Regions from separate parts of the Mus musculus genome. Here regions 1 and 2 are each linked to region 3. A link is a contact called in public Hi-C and promoter capture Hi-C data. All regions are on one chromosome and are shown on one strand. The core of a region is the stretch at or near the end of the contact, and the rest is flanking DNA. Distances in the headings are between cores, read along the strand shown.

What was found. Promoter capture Hi-C pulls out the DNA fragments that hold promoters and counts their contacts. A called contact is a pair of places that touch in the nucleus more often than the background predicts.
Region 1: a promoter capture Hi-C map of neural stem cells shows a contact between it and region 3. The contact joins the promoter of Amfr here to the enhancer-like site in region 3. A contact is called at or near these places in 11 of 39 promoter capture datasets (the 3T3-L1 cell line, 3T3-L1-derived adipocytes, the C10 cell line and 6 more), 1 of 15 datasets of contacts at CTCF or cohesin (the NIH/3T3 cell line), 1 of 484 Hi-C or Micro-C datasets (embryonic stem cells) and 5 of 115 datasets of contacts at active chromatin or transcription factors (embryonic basal ganglia, embryonic forebrain, embryonic stem cells and 2 more).
Region 2: a contact with region 3 is called in a Hi-C map of cerebral cortex, with 1.8 times the contacts expected there. The contact joins two enhancer-like sites. A contact is called at or near these places in 16 of 484 Hi-C or Micro-C datasets (the 3T3-L1 cell line, 3T3-L1-derived adipocytes, brain and 11 more), 6 of 115 datasets of contacts at active chromatin or transcription factors (astrocytes, cardiomyocytes, embryonic stem cells and 3 more) and 1 of 9 other capture datasets (embryonic stem cells).

What each region holds. Positions count from the first base shown.
Region 1 is chr8:94,011,158-94,014,697 of GRCm38.p6, forward strand. It overlaps Amfr (autocrine motility factor receptor), which reads right to left and starts at 1,483. Exons shown (of 14, transcript NM_011787.2): 1 at 1,062-1,483. The coding sequence starts at 1,304.
Region 2 is chr8:93,970,882-93,974,813 of GRCm38.p6, forward strand. It overlaps Amfr (autocrine motility factor receptor), which reads right to left. Exons shown (of 14, transcript NM_011787.2): 12 at 3,855-3,932; 13 at 3,178-3,362; 14 at 707-2,433. The coding sequence ends at 2,286. Among named protein-coding and RNA genes, the nearest start is that of Amfr, 40 kb to the right of the region's middle. Within about 2 kb of position 2,615, at least 30 of the 459 cell types and tissues checked have an H3K27ac peak or open chromatin away from gene starts, as enhancers often do. A contact at or near this core is called in cerebellum and cerebral cortex, where this site is marked.
Region 3 is chr8:93,597,416-93,600,992 of GRCm38.p6, forward strand. The region is part of intron 8 of Gm26843 (a long non-coding RNA gene); the gene reads right to left. Among named protein-coding and RNA genes, the nearest start is that of Ces5a, 63 kb to the left of the region's middle. Within about 2 kb of position 1,531, at least 39 of the 459 cell types and tissues checked have an H3K27ac peak or open chromatin away from gene starts, as enhancers often do. A contact at or near this core is called in cerebellum, cerebral cortex, neural stem cells and 1 more, where this site is marked.

The sequences.
Region 1 (3,540 bases), core at 233-2,732, 410 kb after region 3:
TACCCTAAAGACGAACAGTTCATCTTTTCTTAGGAGTAGAGAAAGGGGAACTTTGCCCTTCACTGCCTTCTATGAAACTATGCACCAAAGGACCAGGAGGCGTCATCTGCAGCCCACGAAGTTCACAAATCCCGCTGCTTCCTGATGAAGCACAGTGGGAATAATTACAACAAATGAGTTGCATTATAGTTCTACAAACTTATAACATTAACCCCTCAGTCATTTACAGCCTTCTCTAGGCGCCGTGTGGGGAGATACGATCCCCACCAAGCCACAGGAAATCCAAGTGACAATTTTTTAAATCCGGGAGCAACTTTTCCTATTTCTGAGGGTTCATAGAAGAGGCACTCAAGTGCAAGGTGAGAGCAAAATTTTCTCAGATCTGCCCAGCCTAAAATGATGTAACAAACGAAGCCAGTACTTGTGGCATGTGGACATTGCTTATCTCGCACCGGCAGACAAACTAGAACCCTTGTTTCAAAATGGATCGCTAAACGGAGGAATCGCGTTCAAAGGAGGGGCTGCCACACCGACCCGAAAGTGTTTTGCTGCTTTCTGTCAAAAAGGGAACAGTCACAAACCATCGCGGGGGGTGGTTGGGGGTGAGATAAAAGGACGTAGCTGGTCTGTTTGCTTCGTTAAATAGCGCCCATCGGGACTAACGCATTGACAAATAGCACCATTTCGAAGTTGTCTGGCGAAGAGTAAAATGTCCCCCTAACTTCGGCCTTCTCTTCGTCGGCGAGCCGCCCCCAACAACGCCGAGCTAAACCGGACGTGTCGCGGCTTCTCACAGCCTCGGGTCGCCGCACCCCGCCGCCCTGGAGCCCGCGGGTCCGACCGCCCTTGCCTCGACTGTTCTCCCCGGCATCCCGACACCTTCTCTCCGCGGCCCGCCACGCTCGCAGCGCCGCTGGGCCTCGAGCCCCACGCGAGGGCCGCGGTCCCCGGGCCGAGGAGGCCGGGGTCAGGGCCCGGCCACGCCCCCCTGCGGATAATGGGTGACATGGCGGCTCCCGCCCGGCCGCCCGCCCCCGCGCCCGGCCCGCAGCCTCGCTCACCCACACGAACAGGCTGTCCGACAGCAGGTACTGGGCCACGTCGCGGGCCCGGGGGCCGCCGGCGGTCAGGCGCGCCTCGGGCTGCAGTGGGGCCGTTAGCGGCTCCGGCTCACCCGAGCCGTCCTCCGGCTGACTGAGGGCGCGGTAGGCGCTGACGATGGTGCCCAGCAAGGCCAGGCCGCTGAGGCCCGTGTAGGTGCGGAGGCTGGGCCACGGGAAGCGCTCGAGGAAGAGCAGCGGCATGGCGGCAGCGACGGGCTCCGGCCCCCGAGGCTTCCCGCGCTGCGGCCAGGCGCCTGCGGCGGCCTTGCGAAAGGCGCCCACGGGCTCTGGCGTCGCTGCCGCTGCCGCTGCCGCCGCCGCTGCGCCGGGCCGAGCCGGGCCGCTCCTAGCTGCTCGCGCCGCTCCGCCCCGCGCCGCTCCCGCTGCTGCCCCTGCCGGCGCGGAAGAGCCTCGGCGGACTCGGGGCGGGCCGCCGCCCCTAGCGGGACGCGGGCGGGACGGGCGCGGGGGCGCGGCCTTCGTCCCCCGCCCACAGCCGGCGCTCTGCAACCCCGAGAGCACAGGACCCGGCCTGGGGCCCCGCGTCCCGGCCCCCTGCAGCATCCTTGGCGACCCTGGGCCCACTGAAGCCACGAGCGCACCCGAGCCGGGCTCTGGGGTGAGCCTGGCCCGTAGGCAATGACGGCAGGCCTGTGTGCGTGGTCAGGCGGCAGGGTGAGGGTGCGGGACCCCTGCCCCTGGCCACTTGTCGCTTGTTCCTCCCCGCCAAAGCTGGTAAACCCGCCATCCCACCACCCTGTAGACTAGAGGCTTCCTTGGTGTCCTAAAGAAGCGACATGATGCTTAGGAAATAAGAGAAGCCTTGAGATAGAATATTTTTAAAACGGAGGAACCAATTTAACCAGAAATAAAAATCTGTTCCCTCTTAGCTACAAGTAAGAATGTCAAATGCTGCTTAGTTTCTTGGAAAATACCTGTTCCTAAAAGGTAAACCAAAGGGTGACCTTCGTCCTGGCAGTTACACTGCTTGTTAAGTAAACATCCAAGAGAAATGAAAACAGACACCCACACAAAGTCCCTACATTGAGGCTGACAGTAGCACTACTCCTAAAAACCAGAGAGGCAAACCTCGAATTATAGCGTTTGAAAATAAAGTACAGATAATGCTACAATATCAGAGAATGTTGACGATGTCTGAATCAAGCCACACACAGATATCTAAATTCTGTGTGACCACGCTGATAAGACAAATGCATGCAATGTAGAGTAGAAGGGGAGTTTGAAAGAACTGGAGGTGACAGCTAAAGAAGTGACAGGTTGGGGTACTAGTTTCCTGAAGTGAGAATTTCTAAAGTTGCTGTTATACAACTATGAATACACTCAAAGTCACTGAATTGTACACTATAAACAGCAGGTTATATCTATGTGAATTACATAAGATAACATAGGGTACAGTTTTTAATTATTATATCCCCGAGCCATGTGTTAGTGCCTATCCCAGAATGTAGCTCTGTAAACAGCTTTGAATTTTCCAAATTTTCTAATGTGGAGAAATTGTCTTTGTAGTATTTTTTCATGCCAAATATTTCTATAGATCTTTTAAATCTGAAAATTAACCACTGTTATAATTCTTAAAAACATCTCATCATGAGTCTTTGTACAATATAGTTCCCTTTGGTTCGTTCCCAGTCATTTGCAACATGGCTTGTGAGATGAACCATTTGCTACAAACTGGAGTTTGATTCTCATAACTCCCCCAAGTTGTCCTCGGACTTCCATATCTGTGTCTCCCCCACACATAACTAAATGTAAAAATAAAATACCAAGCCGGAACACTATTGTCCAAATAATGGAAATCTTTATTCTGAAAAAAACTTGGGTGGTAATTTTCCAGAGAGATTTTTACAAGGTCAGATCTGAGTCACGATGATTTTTAAACCATTCATTTGTGATGCACACTCAATGTAAGCTACAACCCAGCAGTATTAGATACCAAACTTGTCCTTTCATATTGATGATAACAAAGCTGCCTTCTTTCATCTCAGAAGCGTGGGCTCTCTGAAAATCCAGCATCTGTAACAGATGAAATTAACCCAGCTCAGCTACACTTTAAGATAAGGCCAAAGATTTTGGATGGCTTCTGTTTTGAAAGAGAACAGTCATTGTTCTATTCCTTTACCCTCAAGAAAGTGCTCTGCATGTCATCCTTCCTTCGAGGACCTGTTTGAGATGCTTGTTCTCAGTCTAACCCAGTCTGGCCTCCAGCTCTCGGCAATTCCCCTACTGAAACTCCTGTTAGGGTTAGAGAATGGAGGGCATGAACCACCACACCCAAGCAAACACCTTCTGTTTCCCGAACCCTTTTCCTCCTCCTTCCCTCCTTCCCTCCCTCCCTCTCCTCTCTGCTGCACTACTGGAAGCTTTACTTTGAAGACAGGGTCTTGATAGTCTTGAACTCCTGGGCTTTAAACAATCA
Region 2 (3,932 bases), core at 1,365-3,864, 370 kb after region 3:
ACACACACACTCCATGTACAGCCAGGGTGAGAACCACCTCCAAACGTATTGAAAGCAGACATGGGGAATGGATCTTCAGGTAGGACAGAGAGCCTTCTAAAGCAGACAGACACAACTCCTTAACAAGCCTACTTGTGTGTTCCCAGCTACCAAAGAGCTCTCAGGGAAGGGTCAGGACTGCTGGCTGCAAACTGACGAGCACTGTCTGCACCGCTCTAGGGAAGGTCAGAGGCTACCTGAGCACCCAAAAGTCAACCCAACCCTAGTGTAAATCTGCAGTCGGTCACCCTCTCTGCTACATAAAAGTGCCAAAGCTTAAAGAAAAAATTAAGGATCCAAGAAGACAAAAATTAAATATGGCCAATAAGGAAAAGAGGACTACAGAATAGTTCCAAAATGACCCAGAAGCCTCTTGGAGCTGGTGCCTTCACTTAGCACTTGTCCAGTGTCCCCAAGAAATGATGAAGCCTTCTACTGCACCCAGAACCCTTGACTCTTCAGATTACTTCATCACCAGCTTCCCTTTGACCCAACCCATCTACAGAGGGAGCAAACCAAGCATAGACTTGGGGCGTCTCTCCTTGGACATCTTAAGCCATGTTAAGGCACTTCCATTTACATCTGTTCAATATTCTACAATGTTGTAGACCCTCCGAAACGGACTGCAAGCGGTTCCCACCTTCCGACATCTGAAATGGAAGAACAGTGGACTTAGCTTCCCCTTTATTTTCATGTGCAGCCTGGAAAGGTGTCAAAGACAAGCTCAGTGCTTCCTCCTCCAAGTAAAACACAGGAGCGACCACGCCCTCCCAGTTGAACAGCATTATAAACCACGCCCCTCCCAGTTGAACAGCATTATAAACCCCAACCCAAACGGCACACACAGAGCAGCGTGGGACTCCACTGCCCCCACACCACACTACAAGAGATTTTCCTTTTTATTATTGTTGCTTTACAATAAAAACAAATTGCTACGCTCTCAGCAAAACAAAGTAAAACAAAACAAAAACCCACAGGAATTTAACTAACAGCAGTTCAAGGTAAGGCTTTTGAAAGATTTATTGAAATAAATTATCTTCACCTAGGCGCCTGTTATCCTTTCTCAGTTACTTATCAACAGTCTAAAAACTTCCAGGTATGTAAAATACATTTAACTTTGCCAATAATTTTAGATAATACTGGATTTTTCCCAAAAGGACTACCATAAAACTATGTTTTGAAACATTAAAAAAAAAAAACCTTAATCCAATGGGACATAAAACTATGTATCCTATGATTGCATGTTTCAAATCCTTAAATACGTGGAGAATTTGAGCCGATCTGGGACCGAGTCTGCTTGAGGCATGTGGATTATTCAACATCCTCTGTTTCCGTTTAATGAGACCCACAGGAACAAAAGCAGGGAACTCAAGGGCTCCAGGGACAAAGATACGAAAGGTGTTTCTTCAGCAGTGTCCTCCAAACACCCCTGCCCTTGCTGGGCAGGCCCCATGCCTTTTTCCAAGGATCAAACCCATATGTTTAGCATAGCCTAATTGGGTTGACCAAGGAATTAAAGTCATAACCAAAGGAAAGGAAGAGGCGGCAGCCATGGGGGCAAGCTTCTGTGATGCGAGAGCACCAGAGTGACGGAAGTGAAGCCAGCTGGGGACTGGGCTCAGATTGGTCCTGAATGTTAAGGGCAGAAAAGGGCCTCCTCATTCTGCAGCCCTGAGCTTCCTCTTTCTACTCCAGGTACCAAACCAGTTCTTTCTACACCATGTCCTGCTGGTCTAGAGGTCCAGGCGCCTGTGGGACTGGCCTCCTCCCTAAGCACAGCATTTAATCGTAGGCTACTTTGCCATAGTGGTGGTCAGGCTCCTGCTGCGCACCTTCTGACTGCTGTTATGCACCCTCCCCAAGATCCGTGCTTCCTTCCAGCTGTGGTGCTAAAATACTCAACATCTGCTGTGGTTTATATCAAAACAGAAATTCAAACTAGCTGCTGCAGGCAGGCGAGCGCCCCAGTGCCCACTTCTTTTTGCTCGTCCCCTACTCCCAACAAGTCCAGTCAACACCAGAAGAGGCCATGCCTAGAGTTAAAATGTGCAATGTTTCTAAGGGGAAGAGAAATGTCACAAAGAAAGTATTACAAAGGATTAAATTTGTCAGCTGTCCACACACTAAAGACCACATGCTTTATGCAGCAGCAATGCAGTCGCAGGTCTCCACACAGCAGGCAGAACTGGGACAGGCCTCTTCCGGTAGGTAGAGCTGGGCAGGAGGCTGAGGAAGGTGAGGAAGCACTAGGTTGTCCGTTGCCTCTGAAGTCTCCGCTCAGCAGCGGCTGCCAGCATCCTTCGGCGCAGGGTCACGGGGTCAGAGGATGTGCCTTCAGAAGGGAGGAGTCTCTCTGAGGCCCCATCATCTTCAGAACTTTTGTTTAAGAACCGCCTATAAGAAATAAAGCCACAAGAGAGAGAAAGATGGGAAACGGGAAGACAGTTTCCCCTTCTCCACAGGCATCTTCACAAAGCTGTCACTCAAGCCCATCCTGTGATGAGAAGAGCCTTGCCCATGGCTCGGGTACAGTGCAGCTCAGCAGCAGGGCGCTTGCTCAGTGTGTGTAAAACCCTGTACTCAACCCAAAACTATAAAAGGAGAGGAAGCGAGGAAGAAGGCAGAGCCAAGAAGGATGCAGAGGGAAGAAGCCAGGCAGGAGGCCAGCACAGACTCGTCCATGGATGAACATAATTCCCAGGGAGAGGATGATCAAATGGCAGTTCAACTTTCTCTGCTCTCCCTCTCTCCCTCCCACAGACAGCACTGGGTCTTATGGCAACAGGTCTGTGCAAGGCCCACAACCCAGCTGCAAGAACTGAAGTAAGTTTCTTCCCACCCCCAAGCACAGTGCATGCTCCAGCCACCACCAACTGCAGGGAACTCATGGATCGCAGGTGCCTGGCTCAGACTGCCGGTCCAAGGAACAGTGCTCAAGAGGAATCTTAAAGGCAGACCTCCCTCGGGTCCTGGCAGGATTAACCACCCTAAGTATCGGTTTATTACCTGTGTCTGTCACATGGGTTAACAGTGTTCCTCCTCAGAGCCAATTCAGGTATAGGCTGAGACACATTGGCACCCGACTGCCATCTGCCCCGTAACTTATGTGTGCCAACTAGGGCTGGAGAATCAACTCACTTTCGAGCCTGCTGCAGGAGGTCATCCTTGCGCTGAACTAACATGCGCTGTCTCTCATCAGCAGACTTGGAGAAGCGGCTTCCACGGGCCTCAAAGTCTTCCACCTCAATAGGCTCTAGTTCTACCTCACTGAAGTCCAAGGTCTCCTCTAGGCGAGGACTGAGGTCCAGTGGTACACGCTCCGTCTGGACAGAGAGGCAGCTGTTAACACAGGCCTTTGCCTTCCCTTGACAAGTGCACCCCTACACAAGTGTCTGCTGGAACTTTTGCCAGACAGGAAGCAGAAGCAGGAGTCTTGGGCTCTGAGGAGGCATACCACCAGGGCCTGCTCCAATCACGAATGTGATACGGGAAACGGGACTCTAACAGTGGGGTCTAGCAGGCAAAAGTAAGTTACTAGTGTCAGGCCTTCCAAGGTGATAACCCTCTCCTGTCTCTGCCCTGCTCACTGCTTTCTAGCCTGTGATGATGAAATTTCCTCCATCAAAAGATCTGGTCACCATGAACTCAACTACCCCAGCACACCTCCCCACTGTGACAGACTAAAACTCTCTCCAACTATTAACCAGAATACACAGCTCTTCCCTTAAGCTGTTGCTGCCAAGGGCAAGGTGGCCGTAAGTAACGCAGGACCACGCTGCACTCCTGCAGCACAGCTCCTGGTAAGCTGACCTCACCTGGACAGAAGCTTCTCCCTCCTCCAGGTCAGGGCTGGGCCTCTCCACTGGGCTGTTCAGTGCAGGCCTCAGGCTATC
Region 3 (3,577 bases), core at 281-2,780:
TCAGTTCATTTCATGTGTCTAGCACAACGAAGTACCAAAACTAGACAAGGAAAAGGCAGTGGATATGGGGTGAAAGACACCATTTTGTTTAGGAGTAAACATATAAAATCCCTACATAAAACATCAGAAAATCAAAACCAGTAGTTTATTAGAGCCAGGATGTAAGGCGAATACAAAATTAAAAAACAATCCAGGTGACTCAATAGACTAAAATCATCTCAGCGAATGATTTTAACACGCTGAAATTTGATAAACTTTTAATACTTTTTTTTTTATTGAAACAACAAACGACGCTTGTTTGCCCTGGACTCACAGCACAGGTGATAGCTGGAGACAGGATCAGAGCAGATGCTCAGAAGCACTGCTACTTATTAATGTTGTACTCAAAGCTTGCTCAGTGACAGACAAGAGAAGGAAATAAGAAATTCAACACTCAACAGAAAGAGACAAAGCTGTTGATATTTGCAATCAGTATAATGACCTACATCAAAAACATACAAGCGCCAAGATATTCATGTAATTAAACATGAATTCATCAAAAGAAGTGTGTGTGAAATTAGCAAACAACATTAATAGTTTCCGTGTAACACGGAGATAACTAATTAGAACACGTATTGTTATAATTTTTTAACAACAACAACAACAAAATAAAACAAAACTGAAAAATATACCAGATGTGAGTTTAATAAGAAATGTCAGCAGGAAAAAAAGGTGGACTACTTTAAGATGTGAAAGAAAACACAGAGTGAAGCCTAGGATTTGAACCCAGAGCTTTGTACACAAAGTGCTCTACCACGGAGCTCCGTCCTCAGCTAAGATACTATCCTAAGTCCTATTTCTCTTACAGTGTGCCAGCTTACATAATCAATGCTGAAAGCAAAAGCCCACCTTTGAGCCAATCCACTACGATCTACAGATCTGGTACTTCATCAGCAGTTGAAGAAGTTGAGAAAATGTCTTTTCAAAAAACCAAGATGAGGCTTTGCATGGGGAGCAGAAAGAGAGGCTGAGGTAAGTAAAAGACAAAGGTTGCAGTCTTGGAAAAGTTTCTCCTTGCTGGCCCTGACCAAGGTGACACCCAGAAGTGGGAGATGAGGCTCCCCCCCCAACCCCACGCATGCCCCACAAAACCTCTGTGGCCAAACAGATGGTGCAGCACATTTTTTAAACTGCTTTTAACACAGTAACTGTTCTTTGCTGCTTGCTCTTTATGCCTTTAGTCAAAAGTCTCACCAGCTGTCACCATCAAGGAAAATGTCAGGGGCTGTGTCTGCCTATGCCTGTGCTCAACGCAGGGGGGACAGGGAACCAGGAGCCTCACCTCGCTGTAGGCACAGCTGGTAAGGTGGTAAAAGACGTGGGATCCTCACAGAATGAATGTAAATAAGTACGTGGCAAATCCTTCCCCACCTTTCCAGGGACTAAATGTATCTCCTTCCTATTCCCGTTCTTCCCTGGCACATCTCACTGAGGCCAGTGTTAGTATTCCCACTCCGTAGAAACAACAGTGGCGAGGCCTGGCAAAGAGCCCCGCAATCGACCCTCGTGTGATCCTTTCCTAATCTGGACCTCACTGTCACAATGAAGCTGGCCAGATGTCCTCTGAAGGCGCTCTGAGCAGGGCTCTGGATTCTTGCCTGATGTCAGCAAAGTATTCCTGAGCCCTCTCTGACCACCACAAGGACAGCCTACTAAATCCCAAGAAATCCAAGCCTCGGGACTGCAAGAGGCTGCCAAACTCCTGCCCCTTGTTTCTTCCACACCCATCACTAGCATGTTGAAATGGCTACCAGACAGGGAAAAGAAAAGAATCTCGATTAATAATTTGCTGAACCAAATCCCCACAGCCTTTCAAATTACACAGACTGATGGAGAATTTGGGAGATGTGTTTAAAATTTCCCGTTTAACCATGTAATTGTTTTTACTCCCAGTTATCTTCTCTTGGAAACGTATGCTTGACTTACTGAATAAATCTTTCTCCCCATTTGAAATCATCCATTAGCAGTAAGCAACTGACACTCCATTGCGCACAATGAATTTCATTGCCGCTAAGTTGCCACGTGCTATGTGGTGGAGAAGAGGCACTGCCGGCAAGATCTCTCCATGTCAGGGGCAGGCTCGGAGCTCAGCCCGGAAACCTGCTTCCAATCTGCTAATCTCTGCTCATTATGCTAGCTCTGGATTCTTCCAGCATCGAGGTGGCCATTCTGGAGGGCTGATCTGAAGAGACAGTCTCTAAAGATGTTTCTTTCTTTCTTTTTTTTTTTTTTTTTTTTTTTTTTTTTTTTTTTTTTTTCTGTTCCAGGGATTGAACTGGGTTCCGGGCAATAGCTGCGTCTGGCTACCTACCTTTGGACCAACATACACAGTAAACCTAGCAAGAACTGGGCTTGCCCTTGGGCTTGATGCGAAGCCTCAGTGAGCCTGCTGCCTTGACACAGACATCCGGTCTTCTTGAGCATCACATATGCGGCATTGTCAATAGAGAAAAGTCAAATGTGTTTACTTCTTTCTGCACTGCTGCCAGCTGGCCGCACTCTCGGGGGACACTGATGCTGAGCTTACAAACAGTGACTTCTCTTGAGCTTACTGTCAACAAGTGGCTCCAGCATGGGGAGGAGGGACTGAATCATTGCCCCTGGGGACCTCCGAATCAGAGCTGAAAGACCTCAGCAGCAGCAGCCAGACTCTAGGATTTCTCAGGCTGCTGCCCTTGCATCATGTATGAAGCCTTCCGAACACATTCACGCCCCTTCACATGATGGGAAATGCTGACTTTTCAATCACACATTTAAACAGATCAGAGAACCTGGAAGGAGCATTTAAGTCTCTTCACACCTAGTCCAATTATAGTATTATTTACGCTCATTGTCTTCATCACTTGGAGACGGAAGCTTGAATTACTGAGTAAATCCAAAGCTGTAAGCTGGCCCTGCCCTTCTGACTCTCCAAGGATCACACAGCCATTGCTGGGGTATCCTTAGTTCTGAGAACAGTCATGTGGCTGGCTTGCTGGCTATCAACACTGCCTATAAGGGAAACAGAGGTTAATGGAATTAGAGCTAGATGAACTACTATAAATTTAAGTTTATTCCATAGATGTGATCTACCAAACGTGCCAACTTAGCCACACAGGCCACTCCAAAATATTTTTGATTTCCTTTGTCTGACACCATGATAAGAAAATACCATCATTGACTTGAAAAAAGGTCGGAAATGAAAAAGGCTATTTTTTGGTTTTGTTTTTTGTTTTTGTTTTTGTTTTTACTAAGTATATATCACTTTTTGCACCATCAAAAGGTCAAAGCCATATGTCCAATCCAGAAGTCAGGGATCAATTACTAAGATGTGGGAAATTTATCATTTAACACAGATTTACTGGCTGTGGACCTTCAGATATCAGAATTACTTTAAAAACAAACAAACAAACAAACAAACCTCTGGGCTGTAACAATGGGCAGCTAAGATTGAAAATGGCTGATTTGGGCATTTTACAAAAGGAAAATGACCCAGGGAAGTATTAGGAATTATTATCCCAAGTCACAGAGGAAGGCAGTGGGGAGTGTCAGACCCCAA